Regions from separate parts of the Mus musculus genome. Here all the other regions are linked to region 1. The links are chromatin contacts, called in public HiChIP or PLAC-seq and promoter capture Hi-C maps. All regions are on one chromosome and are shown on one strand. Each heading gives the region's core, a stretch centred on a gene start, on an enhancer-like site or on the middle of the called end of the contact. The rest is flanking DNA. Distances are from core to core; before and after follow the strand shown. Region 1 holds the start of Mdga1 (MAM domain containing glycosylphosphatidylinositol anchor 1). Region 2 holds the start of Slc37a1 (solute carrier family 37 (glycerol-3-phosphate transporter), member 1). Region 3 holds the start of Mapk14 (mitogen-activated protein kinase 14). Region 4 holds the start of Abcg1 (ATP binding cassette subfamily G member 1). Region 5 holds the start of Glp1r (glucagon-like peptide 1 receptor).

The links. Promoter capture Hi-C pulls out the DNA fragments that hold promoters and counts their contacts. HiChIP or PLAC-seq counts read pairs in DNA pulled down with a chosen protein or histone mark.
Region 2: a promoter capture Hi-C map of liver shows a contact between it and region 1, with 5 times the contacts expected there. The contact joins the promoter of Slc37a1 here to the promoter of Mdga1 in region 1. A contact is called at or near these places in 2 of 39 promoter capture datasets (both in liver) and 2 of 9 other capture datasets (adipose tissue and liver).
Region 3: an H3K4me3 HiChIP or PLAC-seq map of pro-B cells shows a contact between it and region 1, with 5 times the contacts expected there. The contact joins the promoter of Mapk14 here to the promoter of Mdga1 in region 1. A contact is called at or near these places in 1 of 39 promoter capture datasets (pre-B cells) and 2 of 115 datasets of contacts at active chromatin or transcription factors (pancreatic cancer cells and pro-B cells).
Region 4: a contact with region 1 is called in a promoter capture Hi-C map of liver, with 5 times the contacts expected there. The contact joins the promoter of Abcg1 here to the promoter of Mdga1 in region 1. A contact is called at or near these places in 2 of 39 promoter capture datasets (both in liver).
Region 5: a contact with region 1 is called in a promoter capture Hi-C map of liver, with 8 times the contacts expected there. The contact joins the promoter of Glp1r here to the promoter of Mdga1 in region 1. A contact is called at or near these places in 2 of 39 promoter capture datasets (both in liver), 4 of 115 datasets of contacts at active chromatin or transcription factors (embryonic forebrain, embryonic stem cells and stem cell-derived neural progenitor cells) and 1 of 9 other capture datasets (embryonic stem cells).

The regions. Positions count from the first base shown.
Region 1 is chr17:29,887,205-29,890,091 of GRCm38.p6, reverse strand. It overlaps Mdga1 (MAM domain containing glycosylphosphatidylinositol anchor 1), which reads left to right and starts at 1,514. Exons shown (of 17, transcript NM_001368423.1): 1 at 1,514-2,645. The coding sequence starts at 2,579. It overlaps Gm41559 (a long non-coding RNA gene), which reads right to left and starts at 191. Exons shown (of 3, transcript XR_003952341.1): 1 at 102-191.
Region 2 is chr17:31,294,812-31,297,698 of GRCm38.p6, reverse strand. It overlaps Slc37a1 (solute carrier family 37 (glycerol-3-phosphate transporter), member 1), which reads right to left and starts at 1,475. Exons shown (of 20, transcript NM_001242427.1): 1 at 784-1,475. It overlaps Gm30139 (a long non-coding RNA gene), which reads left to right and starts at 2,838. Exons shown (of 3, transcript XR_001782201.2): 1 at 2,838-2,887.
Region 3 is chr17:28,689,965-28,692,851 of GRCm38.p6, reverse strand. It overlaps Mapk14 (mitogen-activated protein kinase 14), which reads right to left and starts at 1,510. Exons shown (of 12, transcript NM_011951.3): 1 at 997-1,510. The coding sequence starts at 1,112. It overlaps Slc26a8 (solute carrier family 26, member 8), which reads left to right and starts at 2,865. Exons shown (of 20, transcript NM_001290320.1): 1 at 2,865-2,887.
Region 4 is chr17:31,056,344-31,059,230 of GRCm38.p6, reverse strand. It overlaps Abcg1 (ATP binding cassette subfamily G member 1), which reads right to left and starts at 1,537. Exons shown (of 15, transcript NM_009593.2): 1 at 1,375-1,537. The coding sequence starts at 1,416.
Region 5 is chr17:30,900,368-30,903,254 of GRCm38.p6, reverse strand. It overlaps Glp1r (glucagon-like peptide 1 receptor), which reads right to left and starts at 1,388. Exons shown (of 13, transcript NM_021332.2): 1 at 1,301-1,388. The coding sequence starts at 1,378.

The DNA of each region.
Region 1 (2,887 bases), core at 265-2,764:
TTTTTAATTCATGCGCTGATTTACATGCAAGAGAATCAACTCTTTGGGTGATCAGAAACAGGTCTTTGAGTTTGGACAGATGCCTGAGGTCATGGACCCACCATTGCAGCAGATCCTGAACAGGATCTAACCTCCGAGCTTGTTAGCTGCTGCGGCTGTGCTGTCCGCGCTCCCACGGGCCGCTCTAGTACAATCCCTGCGCTCACGCCGAGATAAATAACGGCGACAGGTGGAGCAGGTAAGATTAGCAGGACCGGGTTGGAGGGAGGACGCTATCGGAGGCGCCAGGGAGGTCGTGCGCCTCTCTGCCCAGCCCACGCCCCTCCCCAAGGGCGTCTGGAAGGAACTACATCTTGGTCACAGCTTCGGGGAGGGCCGGGTTAAGGTGACGGAGTCTCGAAGTGGGGGGAGACAGGCTTCCCGGCTTGGCTGCAGGAAGCGCGAGCACCCCTAGGGCACTTGGCCACGCCTGAGGTCTCACGGGTAGGCAGGATTTGAGAGAAGCGGGCTGAAGGGGACCCTGGGTGTCCCTGTGGAGCTCTGGCACTGGGGTCTTGCTGGCAAACCTGTTGGCAACCTGTGGGCCTCAGCTAGGACACTGCAAGCTGCAAGCGCGTCCTCCTCCTCAGTGCCTCTGGCAGCGTCCCCGGCGCCCGACCCGGGGAGAGGCCGAGGCAGCTTGGAAAGGGGCTGGGGCTCTGCCAGGGGCGGGTAGTGGTGGTGGAGGTGGCGGGATTCCCAAGCCGAGCCAACATCCCTGCAGAGCGACAGCAGGCAACCGCCTCTCGCGCCAGCTCTGGTCTAGGAGAAGCAGACGCCTTGGCCTTTCCCTCCGATCCTAGGCTCCAGTATCACCTTCTCCAAAGTGCAAAACATTCATTAAGTGTCCAGTGCCCTGCAGGCTTGCGTCCCAGCAACCAGCCGCCGGTGCTTGCCCGGCGAGCGTGCGGCGAGCGTTTGCACCCGGCCAGGGCTTTGCCAGCCTGGGCTGTGCAAGGGAGGGCGGAGAGCGTGTGCGAGTGCGCGGCTGCAGAGCCCGCGCCGAACCCACGTTCCCGCTACTGTCCTCGGGATAGATGGATCCATTGCTGCTTTCTGACATTTTTCTGCCAGGGGGCTGGTGGGGGAGGCGGAGATAGGGAGAGAGAGATGGGGGGGGCGGGGAAAGAGAGAGAGAGAGAGAGAGAGAGAGAGAGAGAGAGAGAGAGAGAGAGAGAGAGAGACTGCTTCCCCCAGCCCTGTTTTGTTTTCTCTAATTGGTCCTGGGGGAAGCAAGGAAATTGGACAGAGGCTGGGCCGGGCGAGCTGGGCTGCCTTTAATTGGCTCCCCTTTTTTTAACTGGAGGGGAATCAAACAGGAGAGCGAGCGAGCGACAAAGGGTGGGAGAGCGAGAGACCGATCGCGGAGATGGGAGGAGGGAAGAAGGGAGGAGGGAGAGCGGGAGGCGGGGTGGTGGTGATGGGGAGGTGGAGGAAGCGCGGAATGAAAAGCTCGGAGGGACCAGAAAGCAGCACAGCGAAGCCCAAGTTAGGGAGCGAGCGGAGCGCTCCCGCGGCCCCGGAGCCGGAGTGGCCGCGGTGCCCCGGAGCCCGCCCGGCCCCGCCCGCTGGGGCCCTCTCGGGCCCAGGCCGCCGGGAGGGGGGCGGGGACGCCCAACTTGGGGCGCGGCGCAGCCCCGCTCTCCCGAGATCGCGGAGCCCGGGAATGCCACGGCGGCGGCCAGACGGCGGGAGAGGAGCGGGGAGAGAGGAGGCGGCCAGCAGCTCCTGAGCCCGGGCCTCCGCAAGAGCGCGAATTATTTTCAAAGGACTCAAACTTTCCTCTTTCCCTTGCTGGCTGCGGTCCCTCTTGCTTTGGAACCGTTCTCTGGATTCCCGCGGGGGCGCCGGGACGCGATCGCCTCCCCCGGATTCCTCGGCGGCGGCTCGGCTAACTTCGCGGACTCGGGGACCCGGAGCGCTCGCCCCGCTGCCGAACCTAGTCCTCGCTGCTCCAGCGCTCCAGAGGACCGGGACCCGGCGCCCTCGCCTCCGGGAAGGGCGCCCAGCCCGGCTCCCTTGGGTCGGGCTGCGGAGCCCTCCACACCTACTGCAGGACTGGAGCCAGCGGATTAACCAAAGCAGAGTCCGGGCCTCCTGGCCTGGCTCCGCGGAGGGGCGTCCCCTGGGCGGGGAAAAGACAAGTTTGTCAGGCATCGGTGGCCTGTTGGATCGGAGCGCGGCCGCCGCAGCAGAGAGGTCCCCCCGCGTTCAGCACCCTCGGTGGACAGCCCTGGGGACCTAGGACTGCTCGGTGGCCGAGCTTTCTGGGCCAGGGAGCTGGCTGCTGCGCCCGGTGCGCAGAGGCTTCAAGGTCTGGGGCAGCGCCCCCTGCGTCTCCACCCGGGCAGCCGCCCTGTGGGAAGAGGACAGAGCCGAGTCGCGGCTTGCTCAGACTCCTAGTCTCGGTCGCCGCCCTCTCCGTCGCGACTCAGGGAAAAGGAGGGAACGCAGAGGGCAAAGCGGTGCCCCGGCGGATGCGCCCCCCGCCGCCTCTCAGGCTGCGCCGCCTCGCGGGGATGAAGCACTGGCCGTGAAGATGGAGGTGACCTGTCTTCTACTTCTGGCGCTTATCCCCTTCCACTGTCGGGGACAAGGAGTCTATGGTAAGAGCCAGCGTCCCGCTCTACCCTGGCGGAGCCGCCCGGAAACTTTACAAGATCTTGCTCAAAGTGCGCGCTGCCGGGGCTTGGTGGATGCACTGATGGCCGCGTCTCCGCCCTCGCCTGGGCGCCGGGAGACCGAGCAGGCTGCTCCCGAGCCCAAGAAGCGGTCCTAGGCTATTGGTGTGAGGCTGGGGATGCCGGGGTAAGGTCTCGGCTTTCCGAAATCTTTCCAGGGGTTAGAG
Region 2 (2,887 bases), core at 226-2,725, 1.4 Mb before region 1:
GGGAAAGGAGAGCAATTAGGAGTTTTTCCATGGTGAGGCAGCACCCGACCAGGCTCAGGAGCACACAGAGAGCCCAGCCAAGCAAGAGTTGAGGGACGGACAGACACACCCACGATCCTCCCAGCTACCGGGCTCTGAGCTACCCAGAACCCATCAACCCTTCAAGGAGACTCAGGAGTGGGTGGGAGTTAGCAAAAGCAAGAGCAATGCCCCAAGGGGGGTTTTCCAGTCTTTAGCACACAGGCAACATCAAGGCAGCCTAAGGCAACCTGTCAAAATGATGGCACTTTATAAAAGGGCAAACCTGGGAACCAAACTCCCTCCAAAAGCTTCAAGAGTTTTGTTTTAAACCAAGACAAACACTAACTCCTCTAATCGAGCCCTTTCTAAGCGTTTAAAGGCTCCATTGGCCGTGGGAGATAAACAGAAACTGTTATTTTCACTTGTCCTGAGCTTAAATACAAGGAGTCAGAATTCTATCCACCATAGCTCTTAGCCCACTCACAGCAAACAACGCACCCCGGGTGTTCTCCACCGAACCAGACCTGTAACAATACTCCCAGGAACTCAGGGTGCAAACAGGACCCCCAAAAGAGGGAATTCTGTGTAAAGCCGAATAATATATTTACCAACTCGCCCAACTTCACGCAATTTAAGTTCCAGGGCGAGAAGGCAGGTAGGGAGGCAGGCAGGTGCAGAGAGCTCTAAAGACCAGGAAAAAGCACCTTAAGAATTTAAACCAAGAGCAAGGGGAGGGTCTTCCGTTCAAATGCAAATCTTTACCTGCGGGCCACCAAGATCCTTGGGTGGACCCTAAGTGCGCGGAGCTGGGGGACTTTTCCGGTGGTTTAAACCCTTTATTACCGCCCAGACGGTGGCTGTCACTGCGTTGGCCACAGAGCCCGGGCTCCGGGAAGCAGTTCTTTTAGCAAACAAACAACCGGAGCCCAGGGTGCTGGCTGAGAGCTTTCCCAAGGGCTTTGCGAGCCGGCTCCTCCTCCCAGGTCCTACAGCCGCTTGGCCGGGTGGTGAAGGCTACAGGCACGCCCACGTCCCCTACGAGCGGCAGCAGACAAAGCGCTGGGTCTCCGGCAGGCGTCTTCTCACAGCTGTCACTCGCGGCCTGGGGCCGGGAGGGGACCCAGCATCACAGCTAGGCGACCCCAGCCCCCGGGTCTCAGGGAACCTTTTGCTTCCACTTTCCCCGGGAATTCAACGTCACCAGCACCGGATCGCCCCCGCACTGTCTCTCAAGGCCACTCTAGGAGCCCTTACTTCAAAGACGTCCCACTCTAGGAAAAGCGCTTGGTTTGTCCCCGGCTCTCCAGCCACACAGCAGAGGGAGACAAACGGCGGAGAGGCCGAAGCGGGGCCCACGGCAGGTGCGTGGCGGCTGGCAGGTGAGCGCCGCTGGGGAGGGTCCTCCGTTGTCCCCGCGCCTACCTGCGCTCCGCAGCCCGCGTCGCGTGCTTCCTGCCGTCGACTTCCTGGAGCGGCCGCCCTTTCACTTTCCCGGCCCTGTGAACGCCGACCCTGTGCGGCTCCTCCCTCTCCCGCGCGCCCCCTGACCCCGGCCCCGCGCGCGCCCAAGGGATGCTCAGATCGCACACAGCCCGGAGATGCTCAGCTGGAGCATCCTCTAGCTGTTCCTGGGTCCCCACACCTGCCTGTCATGCTCTCCTAGGCCCCGCAGGACGCCGGGCTCTTACTGGCATGGTGCCCAGCAGCCAAACGCTAGCTCCTAGGGGACCTCACCACCACCAGGCTTTTGTCCCCGAGGCGGACCTTACTAATGCCAGCGACATAGACAAGTTCCGAGGTAAAGATTTGCTCCCTCGGAGTCCTGGACTGAGGATGGCCTCTCTCGGCCTACCACATCAAGTGTCAAGAGTCAAGAGCATCCGGTATGCTACAAATGGAGCTGGCACACGCCTGGTACCGCACCTGTGTCAGTGTGATAAATGGCTTGCATGGTTAAGTCCTGAAGGCCAGCCACCCCGGTCATGAGAAGTGCCCTGGCACACAGCTTCCTGGTCAATTCCGGATAATTATCTTTCAAACCCCACACCTCCTGCCAAGAATTGATCCTGGAAAGTCCGGGAAGGGCCTGATTACTTTTCTAAAGGGCATCTGCCTCACGCCTCCACGTGTCGGCCTGGCCTGGCATCCAAAGCCAGTCCTGCCGCTCAGCCCCCTGCCGCAGATCAGCACCTGCCTGGAACAGCAAAACCAGGCAGGAAAACAACTTCCTAGGAACACCCACTGGGTAAAACCGTGCCTAAACCAAAACCAACCCGATGCATGAACAGAGAGAGCCAGGGCGAGGGTGAGGAGTGTTTGGCGGGGGTAACTAGCGCCCTCTTCAGACTGGTTGGTGTACAGGCGGCCCACAGCTTCACTCTCCTCCCCACAGCCCACCCGCGCCACAAGCGCGAACGCAGTCTGCTGAATTGGGGAAGGCCCAGCCATACTTCTATCTACAGGCTTTTGAGAAGTGTTCTGTACCCTACAAGCAAAGTTGACTTCCTGTTTGAGCCACCTGCACCCACATCTCATATAGAAGTGGCCGGGGAACTCTGGCCACTCTACCCTGTTCCTTTGGCTAGATGTTTCCCACCCCACCCCCCTTTTTTTCCTCCCTAACTCTCCATTCCTTGTAGGCAGCAACTCAAGTGGACGCTTACATCTACTCTAGGCGCCTCCTCCCCATGTCACTAGTTCTCAGGCCTGCCATCACCAAGCTTGCTCAAGAGTCCCTTGCCCTTATGCCTGTGTTCCGTGGTTTTGTTTTGTTTTCTGTAGCTGCCCCAAACTACCCCAGCCAAAGTAAAATTTGAGCTCCCCAACTTGATTGACCACTTTTAGAAGGCCTTTCCTTACAACAGAG
Region 3 (2,887 bases), core at 261-2,760, 1.2 Mb after region 1:
TAAAAAGCATCGTTTCCTATGTTCCAGGATCTCCCGAAAACCACCACGTACCTCGGTACTTACAAGCTGATAAAACTCCGCAAATCTTCTAAGGGACTTAAAAAAAAGAAAAGCACCCCCATGAATTACTTCAATTAAAAGCTATCTACACCTCCAGCTCTAGTCCTACCTTCTTGATCTTGAGGGGCGCCCCTCTGCTCGGTATGGAAAACTGTTTTGTCAAACAATACTGAAATGAGCAGTGGTATGTGACTAAGCGGCGAGCTGGAGCGTCCTTGCAAGGCGCTGCCACCCTCCCTCCCCGAAAAGGAAATACGCTTTCAACCGAATCGGAAACACACCACGCAAGCTGGCACCGTGGTCCCCGAGATAAAGTCGGTATTTTAAGCTCTTCGGGGTGCTGCTAATTCAAGTGCGAATCCCAAAGGAACGTTTCCTGAGACAGGATTTTTCGATGGAGGCTTGCAAAAATGGGAAAAGGGGGAGAAAAAAGGAAAAAAAAAAAAATTCCGGGAAAGGAGCGCTTTCTCTTGCAAGTTTCGTTCAGGTGACCGCAGTCCCCGGGTCAGGCTTTGCCCTACAGCTCCTCGCTGGAGCTCCGCCCAGCTCGTCTGCTCCCCGGGGCAGGGCTCCCGCGTCCCGAGTGGCGGTACCCGGAGGCAGGGTCCTGAGGCCGCGCTGCAGCAGAGGACCCCCGGGAGGGCCAGTCTTGGGAGCAGGGAGAGCGCAGGGTAGAGAAGCATCCCACCGCGTCCGCAGCTGACCCGCTCCCGCACACGGCTCGCCCCCGACCTGCGTATGCAGGGCGAGGGGTGCAGGACACGTCCCGCTCCAGCTGCCCCCTGCACCCCCAGACACGCCCGGAGGAGAATTCCTGCCGCTGGGCGCATCGCTGAGCTGTGGGGACAGGCCTGGCCCTCAGGCATGCAGGGCCACCCTGCTTGCTCCACCGCGTCCCCCCACCCCACCCCTAACCCGAGGCCCGGCGACACTCACCACACCGAGCCATAGGCGCCCGAGCCCACCGGGGACAGGTTCTGGTATCGTTCGGGCACCTCCCAGATGGTCTTGTTCAGCTCCTGCCGGTAGAACGTGGGCCTCTCCTGCGACATCTTCCAGCGGCAGCAGCGGGGCGAGGAGGTGGCCGAGCGGGGGCTCCTGCCTGCAGCCGCACGCTCTCCTCTGCGCCCGCCCGCGGCAGACCGGACCCCGCGCCCGCCACCCGCGCAGGTGTGGAGGCTGCGACCCGCCGCCCCTGTCAGCCGCGGCGGCTCCTACGAGCGTCGGCAAGGTGCCGGAGCCGGCTGCACGGCTCGAGGCTGCTCCCGCCGCGGTCCTCCTGCAGCCGCTCCCCGGGGAGGGAGCGCACGCCGACGCCGCAAGACACCCGCTCGCGCTTCAGCGCCCCGCTTGGGCTCCAGTGGCGGCGATCCCACAGGCAGCGGCCGGGAGCCTCTCGCGGAACTCTCGCGAGAACAGCTCCAAGGAGGCCCCGCTCTGAATCCAGATCTTACCCAATATGGAACCTGCCCACGGGGCGGGGGGTCGCGAGAAGAGCGCGCAGGGCCGGCAGATCTCGCGAGAAGAGGGACGCGGCTTGGGGAGCCGAGGCAGGAACTCTCGGGGACTGGGCTCCCCGGGGCGCCAAGGGTGGAGGCCGCAGCGCGGGGCGCGCGCGCCTCTCTGTGGTCGCACGGGCGAATGCCTGGCGCCATGGCGGAAAGCCGCTGTGACAGCGTCGGGGAAGAGAGCCAAATGATCTTTGAACTCCGAGCAACCTGCTCACTAGAGTCGTCAATTTCCAAGAACAACTTGAAAGAACAGACAGGCCCTGTCCAGAAAGCTGTCGCATTCCGGTCTGCTCAAGGACAAGTGGCTCACCTCGGGATGCTGGTGAAACCTGCCCCCTAGGCAAATATTAGTCTTGCCTCAAAGCCCAGGCTCTCCCTCCAGGCGCTCCTACATGTTTTCAGGCAGAAGTGGCAGAAGGAGGTTCCAGGGACCCACAGGGAGTTCCAATGCACGAGGTCAGAGGTAGACATCATGAATGGCCACTTCCAGGCTGGGGACCAGCATTTGCAAGGCCCTGGGTTCAATACCCACTACTGGAAGGGGAAGGTACACACACACACTGCAAGTAGGTCATTCCATTTCAGGAAGGTCTTCTCATTTATTTATTTATATTTACACCACCTGCAATTCCGGCATTTGGAAAGACCAGAAAACCCTTCATATACATGCATACATATATATCTATTTACACAGCCTGTAATTCCAGCATTTAGAAAGACCAGGAGACCCTTTCATACTATTTATTTATATGTACAGAACCTGTAATTCCAGCATTTGAAAAGACCAAGAGACCTTTCTCTTATTTATTTATTTATACACAACCTGTAATTCCAGCATTTGGAAAGACCAGGGGACCCTTCTTATTTATTTATTTGTTTATTTATTTATTTGTTTATTTGTATTTACAAATCCTGTAATTCTAGCATTTGGAAAAACCAGGAGACCAAGCCTCTGCTGTGTAGTGATGAGACCGTATGTGCAACACCCCAAAAACCATCACTCGGGTTTGAGACCGACTCTTGCCCTTTAGAGCCATCCAAAGTTTAGAAATTTAAAAGAAAATTGGGGGGTGGGTATTAAAGACTTAATTCATGCCTCTGAGAGTATGGAGAACTACTAGGGCGAGCATTCTGACCGCATCTCATTTAGGTAAGTCTGTTGAGCTTTCTTAGGCCCTGGTTCTAGTCTCTACAAGATCAATGCGACCCTGCATTCCCACCTAGTGGAATCTTCCGTAGAAGCCGAGAAAGCTAATAAAAGTGAATGGGGAAAGTTAGACCCGTAAGAACCCACATCCACCCATGCCTACACCGAG
Region 4 (2,887 bases), core at 288-2,787, 1.2 Mb before region 1:
TAAAGGTGCAGACTGGAATACCCGAGGAGAAGCGATTCCTGTTTTCATTGACTCTGGCGAGTCTGAAATGGAGCACAGCCCAAGGATGGGGAGCAGCTTAGAAGGGTCTTCCTTCCCGCCTCACCCCACCCCCTGCTAACCACCACCATCACCACAGTGCATCTTTGCTCCATTCTATCGGTTTACACAAAATCATTACATAATGAGTCGGCGGGCAGGGCTCGAGACGAGTTCTACAGTAACCTGTTTGGAATCACAGGATGCGGTTGTCAGAGCAGAGCATGCGCACAAAGCCGAGTGCTTTTTTTTTTTTTCCTCTAGAGCGCAAGGCAAGAGGTAACTGTCGGTCAAATCCTGGGGAGCCTTGCTGACTTCAAATACAGGATGCTAAAAATGAAATAAAGGGGAGGGACTGTGAGATGTGGGCTTCTAGCGTATTGGGAAGGAACAGGCAGGCTAGTAACAGAAAGAAAGGCACGATTCGGGTGGGAAAACGGAGGGCTTGCTGTTTATACTCCACCACAGTCTGAAGTCAGCTTAAGAGGTTATTAACCGCAATGTCCGCTTGTTAGACAGAGCCGGTAGGGCCAAGGGTGAGACCAGACAGATGGTGGGCTGGTTTTTGTTGTTGTATGTTAGCTTTCTCCTGGAGCATTGAGTGACCGTGGAAGAGGAGACGCTTGCCCACCTCTGAGAAACAATACTTGTCTAGCAATTCTGTAGCACCCAGGTTTTGTCCTAACACTGGTATCTGGGGGGATGGGGGCGTGTAAATGCCCACACCCTACCCTCACCCTGGCAGGGATCTGAGCTCGTCCTCCTCTGTCTCCCCTGGGACTTCGCTGCCTCCTCCAAGAGTAGCTGTCTCTGGGGAGCGCAGGAGAGCAGGCTCCGTTTCGTGGGGCGCAGTTTCTCTTTTTGTGTCCCCCCCCCCCCACTGTGCCCAGGACTCCAGAGGGTGGCGCAAGAAGTCCCCCGCCGTCTGCCCGCTCCACAGAGCTCCTCAGAGAGATCTGACCCTCCCCTCCCTCGGGCTGAGCCTGCAGTCCCTCCCCAGTGCGCTTCCACATCTCCAGCCCCTCACCCAGGAGGCGGACAAGTCAAGGCCATCTACCTGTCCACTTGTGGGGTTGCTCGCTACCCGCGCCCCACTCCACCTTCTGGATGCCCTAAGCCAGTACAGGAGCATCTCAAAGCTCCAGGTGGCCAGGGCGGAGTCGAGCAGCGCCGGGCACCTCTCCAGAGCACCCCAGGTCAGCGCCCGGAGGATGCGCTCATAGGCGGCTGGTGTGAGGACCAGCCAGCCTGGCTTTGAGCTTCCTGTTTCCTTAGAAGATAAAAGCCAGCCCGGAGTGCGAAGGATGTGCGACTCACCATGGCGGTGCCGACCGAGAAAGCGGCCATCAGACAGGCCATGCCCCGGGGGCGGCGGCGGCAGCGGCAGTGGAGACAAGTCTGCGGGCGGCGGGGACGAGGTTGCAGGAACGAGGCTGCGCTTGCTCCTGCTCCTCCGCGGCGCTCTGCGCGGGTTCCGACTGCGCCCCGGCCCCGCCCCTGCCCACGATTGGGCCGGGCGGAGGGGGCGGGGCGCCGACAGGTGCGCGTGCTCTTGTTTTGCTCCTGTTGCGGAGCGGCTGGAGGATGCTCTGGACCCGAAGCTGTCTGCTAGGCCTCTCCCAACCGCCTGGGCCTGGGAAGCCCACTTCAGGGACCCTGCAGGAGCTGGGCCAGCTCAACCCTAGACGAACCAGTGGGGGCGCCCTACAAACCACGGGGTCCTTGTTTCGGAAACCTCCCGAGGTAGCTTGAGATCAATGGGATAGGGAAGAAGGCAGGTGGCTCCTTTGTTCTGCCTTTGTTATGCATGCCTTCCAGGTAGAAGCCCCAGGGACAAACGTAGAAAACAGCCCCAGGGCTTTTCCCTTAGCGCTAGTGTGCGGTGACCCTAAATTGAGGCAGCATGGGCGTTCATACAGATAGCTCCTAGGTCTCCATCAGCACCACTCCATCCCCAAATAAGCCACAGGGGTGTTTCCAGTGTCTTACACAGCCACGTTCTTGTACCCTACTGAAACCCCTGTGATTTGTAAATGGGACGTTGCGTGGTAACCGTGGTGAAAATCTTTAATCCCAACCTCAGATCCTAAACTAAGTCTTCTGTTGAAATGATTCTCTGTCACCCCCAGCACAGTAGAGCCACCCGCTCCAACACTTGGGTGTGCTGGGGTACTTTCTGCTCTCCTAGAAAGGGGCAGGCAAGTGGTTGTCACATCCTCAGATCCTTGACCTCAGCTAAGCTTCTCCCTAGCATCACAGAAAGAAAAGTGGGTGTGGCTGAGTTTGGAGGGAAGAGGGTGGGCTTCTAATACCGGAGGGACCGATGGCCCTATCTGGTATCAAGAAGGCTGACAAAGCCAGGGCATTCTAGAAGGTTATGAGTACAAACCTCCTTGTGAGACTATGCTGGGGCCTAGCAAACACAGAAGTGGATGCTCACAGTCAGCTAATGGATGGATCACAGGGCTCCCAATGGAGGAGCTAGAGAAAGTACCCAAGGAGCTAAAGGGATCTGCAACCCTATAGGTGGAACAACATTATGAACTAACCAGTACCCCGGAGCTCTTGACTCTAGCTGCATATGTATCAAAAGATGGCCTAGTCGGCCATCACTGGAAAGAGAGGCCCATTGGACACGCAAACTTTATATGCCCCAGTACAGGGGAACACCATGGCCAAAAAGGGGGAGTGGGTGGGTAAGGGAGTGGGGGTGGGTGGGTATGGGGGACTTTTGGTATAGCATTGGAAATGTAAATGAGCTAAATACCTAATAAAAAATGGAAAAAAAAAGGATAGAAAAAAAATAAAAATAAAATTCAGATTAAAAAAA
Region 5 (2,887 bases), core at 139-2,638, 1.0 Mb before region 1:
CCAGAAGGCTCAAATCCCCACCATCCTGCCTCACAAGAAGGAACTGAGCAGCGAATCTGCGGTTGTGGCTGGAAAGATCCCAATGTCACCAGGAAAGCCATGGCCTGCAGGGGAACAGAGAGGCAGTGCCAGAGACTGGGAAGGTATCTCTTGGGGACAGTTGGCCCTGGAGAACAGGGAGAGGATTAATCTGGGAAAGGGTTTGGGAGCTGAGACAGTGCACTTCCTGGGGAGGCACCTCTGTCCACAACTCGGTTCTCAGCCAGGGCTGAGGTCTGTGCCCTCCTATGTCAGACCAAGCTCAAACGGATGCAGGCCCACTCCCCAACGGTTAAGCCCTTTAGCTCTGGAGGTGGACACAAGACATGATGTGTAAAGTACTCCCTTCTATAGGAACACTGCCCAGCCTTGGGCCTCTTCTATGCAAGGGTATCCTGGCACATTTGAACAACCGCCCTCCATACAAGCAGCTGGCCATCATGGCCAGGGCAGGAGCCTGGGGCAGGATTCACAGGCAGGTCAGAGAGAGTCAGAGAAGAGCCCACAAGAGTCCAGCTGCGACCTAGTCTTTGGCGACACCAAGGAGGTTGGATGTTCCGGTGACCCTCGGTATTCTTTCTGGTGGGTTATTAATCCAAGGGGGTCTAGGATGGGTATTAGCCGAGTGTATGAGAGGGCCTGGCTGATCCAGAAGAAACAGGGAACCTGCTGCATGTTTGCTGCAGAGGCTGGGGTGGAGGTGGCAAGTCAGTGCCACCTGGGAGGTCATCAGGAAGGACAACAGGCTGCAGGGTCCCTGGGGCTATGAGTCAAAGACTGTGATGAGGTGATGGGAGGAAGCTGCATTTCTACAACCAGGCCCCTTCGGTCCTCTAGAGCTTCCTGGGTACCCCATACACAAGGAAGCCCAGGAGGAGTGCAGGGGAAGGCACCGCAGGGGTTCTGAGTACAGAGGGAAGGCAGAGTGCCAGTGGGTTTGGAAAAGGAGTTGGGAAAGTAATAAGGGACAAAGACGGGTCGCAGAAGTCAGAGCAGGGCAACCCTGGGGCAGCTGGTGCCCTGACAGAGCAGCTGGAGCCGAGAAGTGAGGCAGCTCTTCAGGATGAGGGTAGTCACCTCATGTCCAATCCCCACCTGGACTCCTCAACTCCTCTGTCTCTTCCTCGCCTGAGCCTTGCACTTCCCCTGTCTGGGGTCCCGGAGTTTCTGCTCAAGTCCAGGAGCCCCTCCGCTAGCTCTTGTGCCCGCAGAACACCGCAGCGTCCCCCTCCCATTTGTCACCGGGGTTCCCAGGGCTCACCTGAGGGCGGGGGCCGGCCCTGCCCACCGCCCCGAGCAGCAGGAGCGCCAGGCGCAGGAGGCTTGGGGTGCTGGCCATGGCTGGGCGCTCAGGACTGGGTCATAGCTGCCACCTGCGGAACCGCGCGCCGCGACTGATCCCTGCCGGGCTGCGGGGGGAGGAGCTGGCGTGGGGCCGCCCCGCCCGTCCGCAGGAGGGATCGGGCGGGGTCCCTGTCCTCTTCCGCCTGGGTTTCAGGAGGCCCGGGGCCAGACCGGCCTCCAGCGTCCCGGGCCAGGAGATGTTCGGCGCTGTGCTCCCCGCGGGCTCCACTCAGGTTTAAGAGCCGCAGGAGCGGAGCTTCTAGCTCTGAGCGCCTGTGGTGCCTGCGCCTGGCCAGCTCGCTGCGACCAGTGGAGCCCGCCTCCCACCCCCGCACCCCGATCTCCTCCTGGCTCCCCCTCAACTAAGGAAAGCCACGCCCCCACCGAGTCAGTGCTTCCAAAAGGAAACTGAGGCCAGGAAAGGTGTAGGATTGGTACAAGGTCATAGTGTTGGTCAGACTTCTGGAAAGTATCCCACAAGCTGCTAGTTACTAGGGAAGAAAGATCGGACTAGTTGGGTGCCACCTACTTCCCCAATCCTCTCCTCATCCCAAGCCCAGCCTTCTGGGCCTGCACAGCAGTCAAGGTGGTAGGGATCAGGACAAGAGATCCCAGAAGAGTCCTTAGGGTCCTTTCTATCTAAAACTTTAGAAATTGCAGGGTGAAGAGGGTTGAGGCTGGATTCTGTTTTTCTAGAACTTTCCAAATGTTCCCTGTCCACCCCTTGCTGTCCCTGGGCCTGCTACAATGTGTGCCCTGACTAGCTTACCCTATGCACTTCAGTCTGTCTTCCTACACCACACCTTTGCCCTTGGCTGCAGTACAGGTCGGGAGAGCTCCAGACTCCTACCTCTTCTGTGAGTTAATAAGTGGGACAGGCAAGCCGAGGTGTACCACTAACCTCTTGAGGAAGGCAAGAGGATGCACCCCCCCCCCACCATGAACTAGTATAAGGAAGTTGGGTGTGGCTCTACTCAGCCCTGGACCTGCCTAGGGCTAGTCTGGACCATTCTGGAAGAGAAGAGAGATTGGATGCATAGCTGCAACTCTTAGAGATTACAGAACTTCCCAAAGTCCTGCAGGAAGTGGGTCTATACATCCAGTGCTCAATCCCGCGGAGGGAGACAGCCAAGAGAGGTGCGGAGCGCGCTCCACTCAGAGAGAGAAGCTCCCTTCTGGTGAGCTCTGCCTTTGAGTCCCTTGTTTTAGCCCCAGCCTGAGGTCAAGCAGGTTCCCCCTGTGTGCCACACAGGCTTGGCTGTTTAGCTGTCAGGACCATCCATCCAAATAAATGATCTAACTAGGGCTTTTACGGAAAGCAAAGCTGGAACTTCAGCCCAGGTTGGAGTGAGTAGCCATTCTCTGCTCATCAAGGTCTCCAGATCTTTTCGCTTTTCTGGTACCAGCATCTACCTAAATGACCCGAAGTGGCTCGCTTTAGAACCAATCAGGACATCAAAAGTCCAGCTGCAGGGAAGGACCAGCTGATTGCCCAGAGGGACCT